2 separate regions of the Bos taurus genome follow, and region 2 is linked to region 1. Evidence: chromatin contacts called from public Hi-C data. All regions are on one chromosome and are shown on one strand. The core of a region is the stretch at or near the end of the contact, and the rest is flanking DNA. Distances in the headings are between cores, read along the strand shown.

The links. Hi-C and Micro-C count contacts between places; a contact is called where the count stands out from the background.
Region 2: a Hi-C map of skeletal muscle shows a contact between it and region 1, with 2.9 times the contacts expected there. The contact joins two enhancer-like sites. A contact is called at or near these places in 3 of 11 Hi-C or Micro-C datasets (liver, skeletal muscle and an unstated tissue).

The regions. Positions count from the first base shown.
Region 1 is chr11:9,767,754-9,773,321 of ARS-UCD2.0, reverse strand. HK2 (hexokinase 2) reads left to right here. Exons shown (of 18, transcript XM_015473383.2): 3 at 3,709-3,857. Among named protein-coding and RNA genes, the nearest start is that of HK2, 40 kb to the left of the region's middle. Within about 2 kb of position 3,086, at least 1 of the 102 cell types and tissues checked has an H3K27ac peak or open chromatin away from gene starts, as enhancers often do. A contact at or near this core is called in skeletal muscle, where this site is marked.
Region 2 is chr11:9,935,679-9,941,246 of ARS-UCD2.0, reverse strand. No RefSeq gene overlaps it. Among named protein-coding and RNA genes, the nearest start is that of SEMA4F, 48 kb to the left of the region's middle. Within about 2 kb of position 2,141, at least 12 of the 102 cell types and tissues checked have an H3K27ac peak or open chromatin away from gene starts, as enhancers often do. A contact at or near this core is called in skeletal muscle, where this site is marked.

The sequences.
Region 1 (5,568 bases), core at 1,837-4,336:
GTTGTTGTTATTTTTAGTATTTATTTATTTGGCTGTGCCGATTCTTACCTGTGGCACATGGGATCTTTCAGTTGTGGCCTGTGGGATCTTTAGCTGCAACAAGTGGGATCTAGTTCCCTGACCAAGGATGGACCCTGGGCCCCCTGCCCTGGGAGCATGAAGTCTTAGCTCCTGGACCACCAGGGAAGTCCCTGGCCTTCCCTGTTTTTATAGTATGAATATATCTAAGGACACTCAGGGCTTCCCAGGTGACTCAGTGGGTAAAGAATCCACCTGCAATGCAGGAGTCATAAGAGATGCGGGTTCAATCCTTGGGAAGATCCCCTGGAGGAGGGCTTGGCAACCCACTCCAGTGTTCTTGCCTGGAAAATCCCACGGACAGAGGAGCCCAGTGGGCTCCAGTCCATAGAGTCTCAAAGAGTCAGACATGACTGAAATGACTGAGCACACACAAGGACACTCAAGAAACATTAATAATGGTTGCTTTGGGGATGTGGAGAAGAAAAGAGATATCTGCTTTTCACTTTTTCCCACTTTTGTACTGTTTGAACATTTTGAAAAATCAGATGTTAAAATTGTTTTCTAGACATAACAACTTGCTTAACAATAAAATACATCTTACCTCTGATCTTAGGATCTTCTTAAATATTTTGTTTAGCAAATGAACCGTCAATGAGCAAATGAAATATGAGATGTTTTCTTAATCCATTGCCTCATACACCAAATATAATCATTCAGCAGAATAATCTTGCTGGGCCTCACTGGGCCCTATGCCCTGTGGCTGTGTACTTAAGAAACCAGCTATAGGTTTCTTCCTGTAGATTCTCCTGCCCCAGAGCCTTGCTCCTGCCCAGCCAGTCTGACTGTCCCAGACCCACAGATACCATCCCCTTTCATACCAAATGACATAGCCTCTGCTCTGGACTTCTAGGATGTCCTGGAAGGTAAACAGTGGTGGTAGGACTTGGGCCAGGAATAGGATAGGAGTAGGCAAGAATTAGAGGGGCTGAGAACTAGAAGAGAGGAGCCACGTAATCAAAGAAGCCATGACAGTGACAGCAGTAACTGCCGACTGACGGCTTACCGTGGACCTGTATACTCAGTTACAATGTGTTCTGTATTTTGTGTAAGCTCATGAGCCCTGGGAAAGTCAGCATTATGAGCCCTGTTCTGCAGGCGAGGTGACACGCTCAGAGCGTCCATACAGGTACTGAAGCAGCTGAGCTGGAATTCAAAACGGAGCCTGCTGCTGCTCTGTGTGAGCAGCTCATGCATGGTGGGGAGGTGGGCACTAGGGAAGGGGTCCATTCAGTGTCTCAAGGGGTCACCTTACAATTTAGCTCCAGGCGTCATGATGCTGGGCCTGTCTCAGAGATATTGGACTCTGGAAGGACTAAAGTCTTTGGCTGTGTTAGTTGTGATTATGAGTGTTTGTGGAGGGGCATCAGGCAGCAGAGATGAAGAGGAATGTCTGAACTGGCGGAGTCTGAAAAGAATGACATTCCTTCTTGGGAATGGATTTATCAGCAGTACTTTATTATTTGTGATTTCCCTACAGTCCATCAGCAAATACTGCAAAACCACCATTCTTGATGGAGCTATCCCCTCCAGTGAATCCAGCTGGGCTAGCCTTGAATCGTGACCAACCAGGGGCAGCCTCGGCTGCCTCAATCCCCCGCGGTCGCCGATTCAGCAGATTCACGTATCCTGGGCTACAGAATGCTGAGGCAGGCGATTCATCTTTGATTTTCCTTTTCATCCCCCATGAGAGCCTCACATAGTTTTCCCTACAAACTGGCTGATGTCCCACTGCCAGGGGAGGCTCAGAACTGGTATGCCTGGAAAAGTCACCCATGGCCACAAGGGGAGCAGTCTCTCTAGATGGGGTTGAGGTTGCCCTAGCTATCTAGCAATGGTGGCTAAAGGGCTGGGGGACCGCTAGATGCAATGGAAGGGACAGAAAATTAGTACTTCCTGAGGAGGAGTGCTGAAGTCTCTGGCAAAGATCCTGGTGGCTTTTCTTAGACAGATTTCTTCAGTCTTGCCTCAGGATGTTTCTTTTACTTTTTTTCAGTCTGAGAAGCAGCCCTGACGCTGGGCCTGGGGGACTCAAGTGTGAGTGTCAGGCTGTGTTTGCCAAGAGCCTGGATGGAAGGTTTCTAGTCCTTATTGAGTGTGTTCTGAGTTCTTGGTATTGTGCTGAGTACTTGAGGCATCTTACTTGGTTTTCCCCTCACCTTAGCCACATCAGGTAGGAGGCTCCTGCTCTGGAGATGAGGCAGCTGAAGCTCAGAGGCTCAGGAATCTGCCATGTCCCCAGATTGGCTGGAGTTCTGGTGTGGGTAATGTGGGAGCCAGAGCCAGTCTCTCTTATGTATTGTTACCAGCAAACCAGGGTTGTGTGGAGGTAAGGCCCATGTAATCTCGGGGGCATGATGTCCACTTCAGGCTGCCCCTCTGGATGATAGGGACTGTGCTGGTGAGTGCCCTCAAGGACCTGGGCAGAGGTTGGCCTTTCTCAGGACCAAACACTCCTTGCTGCTGAGAGCATGTGGGTCAGAATAACCCCTTGTTTCTCTTAGTCAGAGTGCATCCCAGATCCCTTGATCCATTCTCCCTTACTTCAGTGGCAAGTCTCCCATCAGGAGAAGGGCTGAGTATTGACAAACATGCCAATAAGTGAATCCCCCCCACCCCCCGAAATAATCATGTATCCTTTCAGAAGGCATGTGGCGGGGCACTGGAAGACTGGTGGAGCAGGCCTGGTTGAGGAGACTGCTCAGGGGACAAGTCCACCTTGTCCCAGTCCTGGCCTGCCCCCTGAGCCCCAGCCCCGGCTTGGGCCTCCACGCCTCTTCAGCACTTCCATTCTGCACCGCACAATGGTGTGTGTCCCCGCAGCCCCTATTATCATCTGGAATCTAGATGTTTCCTGTTCGGCTCTGCTTATTTCCTGGAGGGACTGTGCCTTCCTGTGGCACCTGGAGCTCTTGACCCACTTGTGTCTGTGGAGTCTCCCTCTCTCCCCTCTCGCCCGCACCCTGTGGCTTGTCGGAGTGGCCGGACTCTTGTCTCATATACTCTTAGGTCAGCATTCTCTCACACTTGAGTAAGCCTGGCAGGGGGCACCTGCTAGACTTATTTACGAGGCCTCTTAACTTACAGTTAGCTGGATTCCATTCCACTCCCTTGTGTGACTCTCATTCCTGCCGAGGCATTTTGCCGTCACTGTGTACAAACTTAAAGACTACATTTTGTTCAGAGATCACAATTTGGCCAAAGGCCCAGGTGGGCCATGAGCTTGTAGCAGTGTATTGGGTGTCCTCGGGGCATGAAGAACAAAACCGAGGCCTGGTCTCTTGATGCAGGGCTTGATGGGCCCTGTGAGCTCAATGGGGACTTGGGTGAAAGCCCTTGGGAAATAGTCAGCTTTTGTGAGGGGGGTGGGCACCCCATCATTGAATAGGAAACTGATTCTTCATGTGTATCCTAAAAGTAATATACAAGTGGTTAGCATTAAGAAAAAGAATATGAGGCAATACATAAAAGTGTGTAGAAAAAACTAAGACCCACTTTTTTCACCCACATCTCATCACCTAGAGATGACCAGTCCAGTGTTTATGGCAGAATTCTTGGGTTTTATGTTTTGGTCTCTGTGAAACAGTTACGCTTTGTCTCCTGAATTAATAGTGGCCCTTCTCTCTGCAGAACATGGAGAGTTCCTGGCTCTGGACCTTGGAGGGACCAACTTCCGTGTGCTTTGGGTAAGAGTAACAGACAATGGACTCCAGAAGGTTGAGATGGAGAGCCAGATCTATGCCATCCCCGAGGACATCATGCGAGGCAGTGGCACCCAGGTATGATGGCCACTGGGGCTCTGGGCCCTACAGGAGCAGATGATGCTCCTTCTCTGTGGTCTTGGAGGAAGGAGATCTTGACTCCCCTCTTTGCCGGGTGATGCCCCTCAACGCCTGGAGGCTAGGTGGGGGCCTCCATCAGGAGAGGTGCATGTGGCCAGAGAGCATATGCACGAGACCCCAGGGTCTGGATGTGCTTTAGTGGGAGGGATTTTGACTTTCTCTCTCATCTGAGCTTTGCTTGCATGCACTGGTGATTGAGGAATCTGATGTCAGGAGGCTGGACCAGTACACCTGGATACCTATGATTAGTGGTGTCATTGAATAGCAAGTCAGGAGAAGACATAATTGTGGCTTGACACTGCCACCTGTCACAGTGATTGTTCTGACTCACCATTGTTAGCATAGCAAAACATGGAATGGAACCTGCTTCTTAACCTTTTTGGTTATTTGCTCTCCCTCTTTTTGACGTTCTGAAACAGAAGAGGTTTTACACACAGGGATAGGAGCCTGTTGAAAAAAATCCAGCTTTGGGGTGTCTCTTCTACCTGGCACTGCAGTGGGCTCTGTGTACTTCCACACTGGCCCCAAATCATGCTAAGTCATCCCCACATCTCTGTGACCCCAAGTCACGTTCTGTACTCGGCACATACGATAAAAAGAGTGGATGGAGAAGAAATGTGAAATCCAAGTAGAGTTGTCTCAGTGATAGCTAGAAGAGAACAAGCAAGGATGGACTTGCCATCATGATAGTGTCTGAACGTGTGTTGAGCACCTACTGTGTACCGGCTCACGGATCCTTGCTGGGAATCAAAGTCCTGGTCTACCCTTTCAGTTCTTCAGATCCAGCGGGGCCACCAAGACACACACATCGGCCCACCAGAAGTAACACACGTTTGTGTGGATTTCCTCCTTTCGTCCTCACACTAGCCCTAAGGCTGGGTGCTTCTATTCTGTCCACTTTTAGATGTGGAACTGGGCTTTGAAGGATTGAGTGACTTGGCCTTAGATTACAGAGGAGGGAGGGGCCAGAGGCAAGGCGCAAAGCCAGATCCAAACAACCAGAGCCTGTGTTTGTCCGGCCCTAGGAGGCTCCATCCGCTTTTCAGGCCCCGTGATGTGGTCTGTGGGAATGGTGCTTCCTGGAATTAGACAGTATGGTGGTCTAGGGTCCCTACTACCTGCCCCTGCTTCCAAAGTAGAAAGCACTCCCCAGAGGGGCTAGTGCTGACTCTTGGGGGCTCTCCCTCTCAACAGTTCCCCCAGGAGAGCCTTCCTACAGAGGGCGCTCATTGCCATGACAGCAGAAGTATCTGGTGGGTGGGTGGGTGATGGCCACAGGCTCAGCCATTGTTCTCTGTTCTTCATTATCCAAGGACAATGGTGACCCTTTCACCTGCTCTGCACAAGCTTCCTCAGGATGCTCTTTCTGCTCCTATTCTAGCTGCTCTCAGTTCATGGAGAGGAATCACCTAAAACATTCCTGGATACTTGCACAGCTATAGGGATCACTCTTGAGTGCTGGCTATTCCTACTGTGTTTATTATACCTAATATGTACTCAATAAAAGTGTGAATGGAGGAGGTGATATCTAAGTAAGGAGCACATCTTGCATGGTCACCTCTTGAGCCTTAGAGCTTAGAAGAGGTAGGAACTTCTCCCTTCTAATGCACTGTTCTTCCCGCCACAGCAGACCACCTCCTGGGAAGGG
Region 2 (5,568 bases), core at 892-3,391, 170 kb before region 1:
CACTGACTACACTAAAACCTTTGACTGTGTGGATCACAACAAACTGTGGAAAATTCTTCAAGAGATGGGAATACCAGACCACCTTACCTGTCTCCTGAGAAACCTGTATGCAGGTCAAGAAGCAACAGTTAGAACTGGACATTGAACAATGGACTGGTTCCAAATTGGGAAAGGAATACATCAAGGCTGCATATTGTTACCTTGCTTATTTAACTTACATGCAGAGTACATCATGAGAAATGCTGGGCTGGATGAAGCACAAGCTGGAATCAAGATTTCTGGGAGAAATATCAATAACCTCAGATATGCAGATGACACCACCCTTATGGCAGAAAGTGAAGAGGCACTAAAGAGGCTCTTGATGAAAGTGAAAGAGGAGAGTGAAAAAGCTGGCTTAAAACTCAACATTCAGAAAACTAAGATCATGGCATCTGGTCCTATTACTTCATGACAAATAGATCGGGAAACAATGGAAACAGTGAGAGACTTTATTTTGAGGGGCTCCAAAATCACTGCAGATGGTGACTACAGCCATGAAATTAAAAGATGCTTGCTCCTTGGAAGAAAAGCTATGACCAACCTAAAAGCAGAGACATTAGCTTGCCAACAAAAGTTTGGCTAGCCAAAGCTATGGTTTTTCCAGTAGTCATGTATGGATGTGAGAATTGGATGATAAAGCAAGCTGAATGCTGAGGAATGATGCTTTTGAACTGTGGTGTTGGAGAAGACTCTTGATAGTTCCTTGGACTGCAAGAAGATCAAACCAGTCAATCCTAAAGGAAATCAATCCTGAATATTCATTGGAAGGACTGATGCTGAAGTTGAAGTTCCAATACTTTGGCCACCTGATGGGAAGAACTGACTCACTGGAAAAGACCCTGATGCTTGGAAAGATTGAAGGCAGAAGGAGAAGGGGATGACAGAGGATGAGATGGTTGGATGGCATCACCAACTCGATGGACATGAGTTTGAGTAAGCTCCGGGAGTTGGCAATGGACAGGGAAGCCTGGGGTGCTGCAGCCCATGGGGTCACAAAGAGTCAGACACGACTGAACTGAACTGAACTTTTAGATCCCTTCATGATATGGCCTCTGGGGGGTCTTGACCTCGTTCTCATCTGTAGCACATTCCCTCCTCTCCTGCTTCCTGACTGTTCTTTCTGAACACTTTCCTCAGGAAACCCTTCCCTCTCTCCTTGCTGCAGGAATCCTCTTCCCTTGAGGGTGAAGTCTCCCTCAGCAGGTGTTCTTGGTCCTGCAGTGAGCCTTTCTCTGAGTGTTTTCCATGGACCTCCTGAATTGGAAGAATTCTCTGTTGACCCTGAGAGTTCTTGCCCCATATCAGACCTGGGGGAGGGACCCTGGAATCTGCTTGTCAACAAGGTCTCCTCTTGTCCCTCTGCATCTGGGAGCTGGGAAACTCTTTTTTCTATTGCATCTGAAGTTCCTCAGAACTTTAGCCTCTCAGAAGCCTCATCTTCTTTCCCTCCTTTGCTGTACTTGCTTTTCCTCAAGTCCTGTAGAGGTGTTCAGTTTTCCATTGACTTCCACTATGGATGTTCAGTATGTGATAGTTGGTTCTTATAGTCTGCCAAAGATATGGCAGACTAGAACCAGATATGACAGGAAAATGAGCTTGGAATTCTAAACAACCTTTGAAAAATTAACAACAACAAAAAAAATCTTGAGACCAGAAGCCGTGAATCGTCTGGGGCTACTTGTGCAGTTATTGTTGAAATTACTGGAGCTGTTGATTATTTGGAAATCAAATCCCATAAACAAATTGGCTGTGCCATCAGTCATAAAAAGATCTGGCTCTGGGAGATCCTGATGGGCAGGAACAAACAGGGACATGGGAAGAGAATGGGGAGGCTCAGAACTGCATGAATTGAGTAGAAATGTTTGGCGAGCTGCAAGGAGCAGCTGCTCCCTGTGAGCTGGGCCCTAGGGACTTGTGGAAGGAAAGACAAGTTCTGGGAGGGCTGATGTCATCGAAACCACTCTCTGGAGACATAGGTGCTGTTCACTGGGAAGGCGAGTAGCCCTCTGTCACATGAAGGGCTTTGCTGATCTCTGACACTGGATATTCCCCCCAGCTCTGCTGCCAGGAACTAGGGGAGAGAGTGCTTTGGGGCATGAGTCAGGGCCAGGAATGCCAGGCACAACCAGGGAAGGAGCCAAAGAAGATGACTCTGGTATAAACCCTGGCCACTTGGGTGGAAAATAAATCAAAGAGAAGGAGTGGAGACGGTTGTGGTAGGGAGTGTGCACTCACTCCCCCAATCTGTTGCTCCACACGAGTCAGCTTCCCTGTGCAAGCCTGGCAGCAGATGCCCTGCTCCTTCTTGGGGGGCAGGCCAGGCAGAGGGTAGAGCCTCTTCTCTTACTGTTAGACAGACCTGGGTTCAAGTTCCTTTTCTGCTACTTTACTTACTAGTTGTGTGATGCTGGTAAACCCAAGTTCTTCTCAGACTGCTTCTTTTTTTTTTTTTTTTTTAAGACTAGTCAAGTGCAGTAGTGAGAAGGGAGGAACTCAGACTGCTTCTTTATCAGTAAAATGAGGATAACTAAAGTGCCTGTATACAGGGTTGCTGCAGAATGTGGATGGAGCTTACACATGTGACATGCTTAGTTTAGTGCCTGCTCATGGTTGACATTCGATAATTGTTCAGTTATTATTACATTACTAACCAGGAAAGAAAGATCTTCAATGAAGTATTTGGCCCCCAATTATTAAATCTATCCTTAATCTCTTTCCCTATAGACTGGGATGGACCTGCTATTGAGAGTTAAAGAAATTTCATCTTGTTTCCTGACTCCTTTCAGTGAAAAGGGTTTCTTCTCTGCATTTCTTTTTTACAGAAAGAAAATTGAACCAACATGGTCAGTCTTGAGTTTCACAGAGCTCTCAGTCTGCAGGGAAGAAAGAAGAAGAAAGAAGCAATTTCAGCTCTGTAGGGGAGCATTTCAAAAAGGGAGTATGAGGGGATTGGGCTCAATTATTCATAATATACGTATTTCTCTCAATTTCCTTAAAATCTGGAGGTCTGGTTTTAGGAAGTTACTAAAACTTGAAAAACTGCAGGCACTGCATAGATACTTGATGGACAGTTATAACATAAGATATGTACTCACCACATTTAGAAGAATTATAAAGGTAAGAGTTGTATAGTAGGCAGAACCCTGGTCTTGGGGAGAGAAGAGCTGGGTGTGCATTCTGGCCTACTTGCTGTATAACATAGGGTATGTCACTAAACCACTCTGAGCCTCAGTTTATTCACCTAAAAATGGGGATGAGGACATCGACCACCCAAGGCAATGGAAAGAATACATACAATTGTACTGAAGACAACTGTAAAATGATGAACAAATGGGAAATTGTTTATCTGGGAATTTAAAAACCAGAATCTTCCAAGCAACAAAATGCTGAATATAGCAAAATCTAGTTCAGGTTTAACAGACTGACATTTGAGTTCTTACTGTGTAAGAGCCAAAGTAGACCTATTTAATTTAATTCTCATAAATAACTTGTGAGATAATGCTGTTATCATATCTATTTTACAGATGATAAACCCAAGGCACAGAGAAGTGAGGTAACTCATCCCATATCCCCCAAACTAGCAAGTGTCAAAGCCTGAACACACACTTGGGTGATTTGAGCTTAGAGCACATCCTCTTTTTTAGTAGACTCACTGCATGCACTCATGATCTCATCTCTGGAGTTTCAGCTTTAGCGTCATTCCTTCCAAAGAACACCCAGGACTGATCTCCTTTAGAATGGACCGGTTGGATCTCCTTGCAGTCCAAGGGACTCTCAAGAGTCTTCTCTAACACCACCACTCTAATAGAATGGCTCTAAAATTGTTTTTAAAATAAGCATTCACTTTCAAAATCATACTATCAGGGTGCCTGAAGAAAGAGTCAGTATGGCCCAAGAATACAGGGCAATGAGATAACCCACTGGGCTGTGAAGTACCTAGATGATGACCATTGGTATGTCACAGGGGGCATCCTGAGCAATTTAGGCAGGGCAGAGCCAACTGTGATGGAAATCACAGTGACATCATGGTGGTGGCATTAGTAACACACCAGCTCTGACCTATGTGGATCCATTATGTGCTTTGGTGGTGAACATCTGTTTTATTGCACTAAACTGCACTTGTGCAAATATCAGTCCCCTTGGAAAAAGAAACCAAAGAGAAACTTCCAGAGGACCCGTGGAGCCTAGACCAAGTCTTCTGTCAACTGTTGTACTCTTTGGAAATAATACGTTTAAACGTCCGTAGCTCCAGTAATCTGGAATATATCCTGTCTTGAAATCCCCCTTCCAGTCACTGGCCACCCGACGGCAGTCGGTTGGCCGCTCGAGTTTTTTCACCAGCAGGTGGCAGCACGAGCGCCGGTCTTGGCCTGGTCAGGACGCTCCGGGCTGCGGAGTTCATGACACAGAAAACTGGAAGATGAGACGGGAGTTAGATACAGAAATAAGACCCATTAATTCTGACTTTGGAAGAAACATGTCATTCATTTAAACCCCTCCCGTCTGGCTGAGCTTGAAACTCCCGGTGAGCAGGCCTGGTGGGCCCAGGAGACGTGCAGTGCGGGGCGGGCCCAGGGAGGGCAGGCGCAGCATCATCCTCTGCCTGGCCCACAAGGAAGCCTTTGCGAAAGTCGTGGTGGGAAGGGAGCCGAGTCAGTCTCTCCGCGGCCAAACTGCAGCGCCAAGGCCGGCCGTTCCCAATTCGTAAGACCGGGCAGAAATGCATCCTCTGCTACCCGGACCAGGGCGGGCCAGCCGCCCTCTCACGTGCCGCCCAGGGCTGAGGCTGCCGCTTGGCGCATCTGAGGGCTGGGCGCCGGCGGGCTCGGCCGCCAGGCCTCCCCACTTACTGCAGGCGCCCGCACAGCGGAGGAAGCGCCCCGGGCGCAGTCGTCTCGGGACAGGAGGCTTTTCCCTTTACCAAGTTATTTTCCCCTTTTCCCAGTTATTTTGTTCCCAATTTTCCTGTCAGGGACTCATCCTCAGTCTCTATGTCCTCTTTCCTCCTCTCAAATGAATGCTAATCACATCCAAACCAAAAGATTGGAGACTAAATGTGGCCCTCCTTAGGAAGGAAAGAACTGGATACAACTGCATGGTGTATAATGGTGTTGCTTCAGGCTTGTGGACAGGCTTTTGGGGGAGATCTTTTAGGGCAATAGTTTTCTTTCTAGGATTCCTCACCTTGCATGTCCTAATTCACAACTGTCTCAAGCTTTTGAGTGTGTGAGTGAAAGCCGCTCAGTCATGTCTGACTCTTTGCAGCCCCATGGACTATACAGTTCATGGAATTCTCCAGGCCAGAATCCTGGAGTGGCTAGCCTTTCCCTTCTCCAGGGCATCTTCCCAACCCAGGGATCAAACCCAGGTCTCCTGCAACGCAGGAGGATTCTTTACCAGCTGAACTCTCAGGGAAGCCCACCTTTACTTAGGACCATATGTATGTGATGTAGAGGGAAGTCTGACTTCCCTGCAAACCTTTTTCTCTTGGATGAAGCATGGGTGACTTTAGAGCCTCAAAATAAAAAA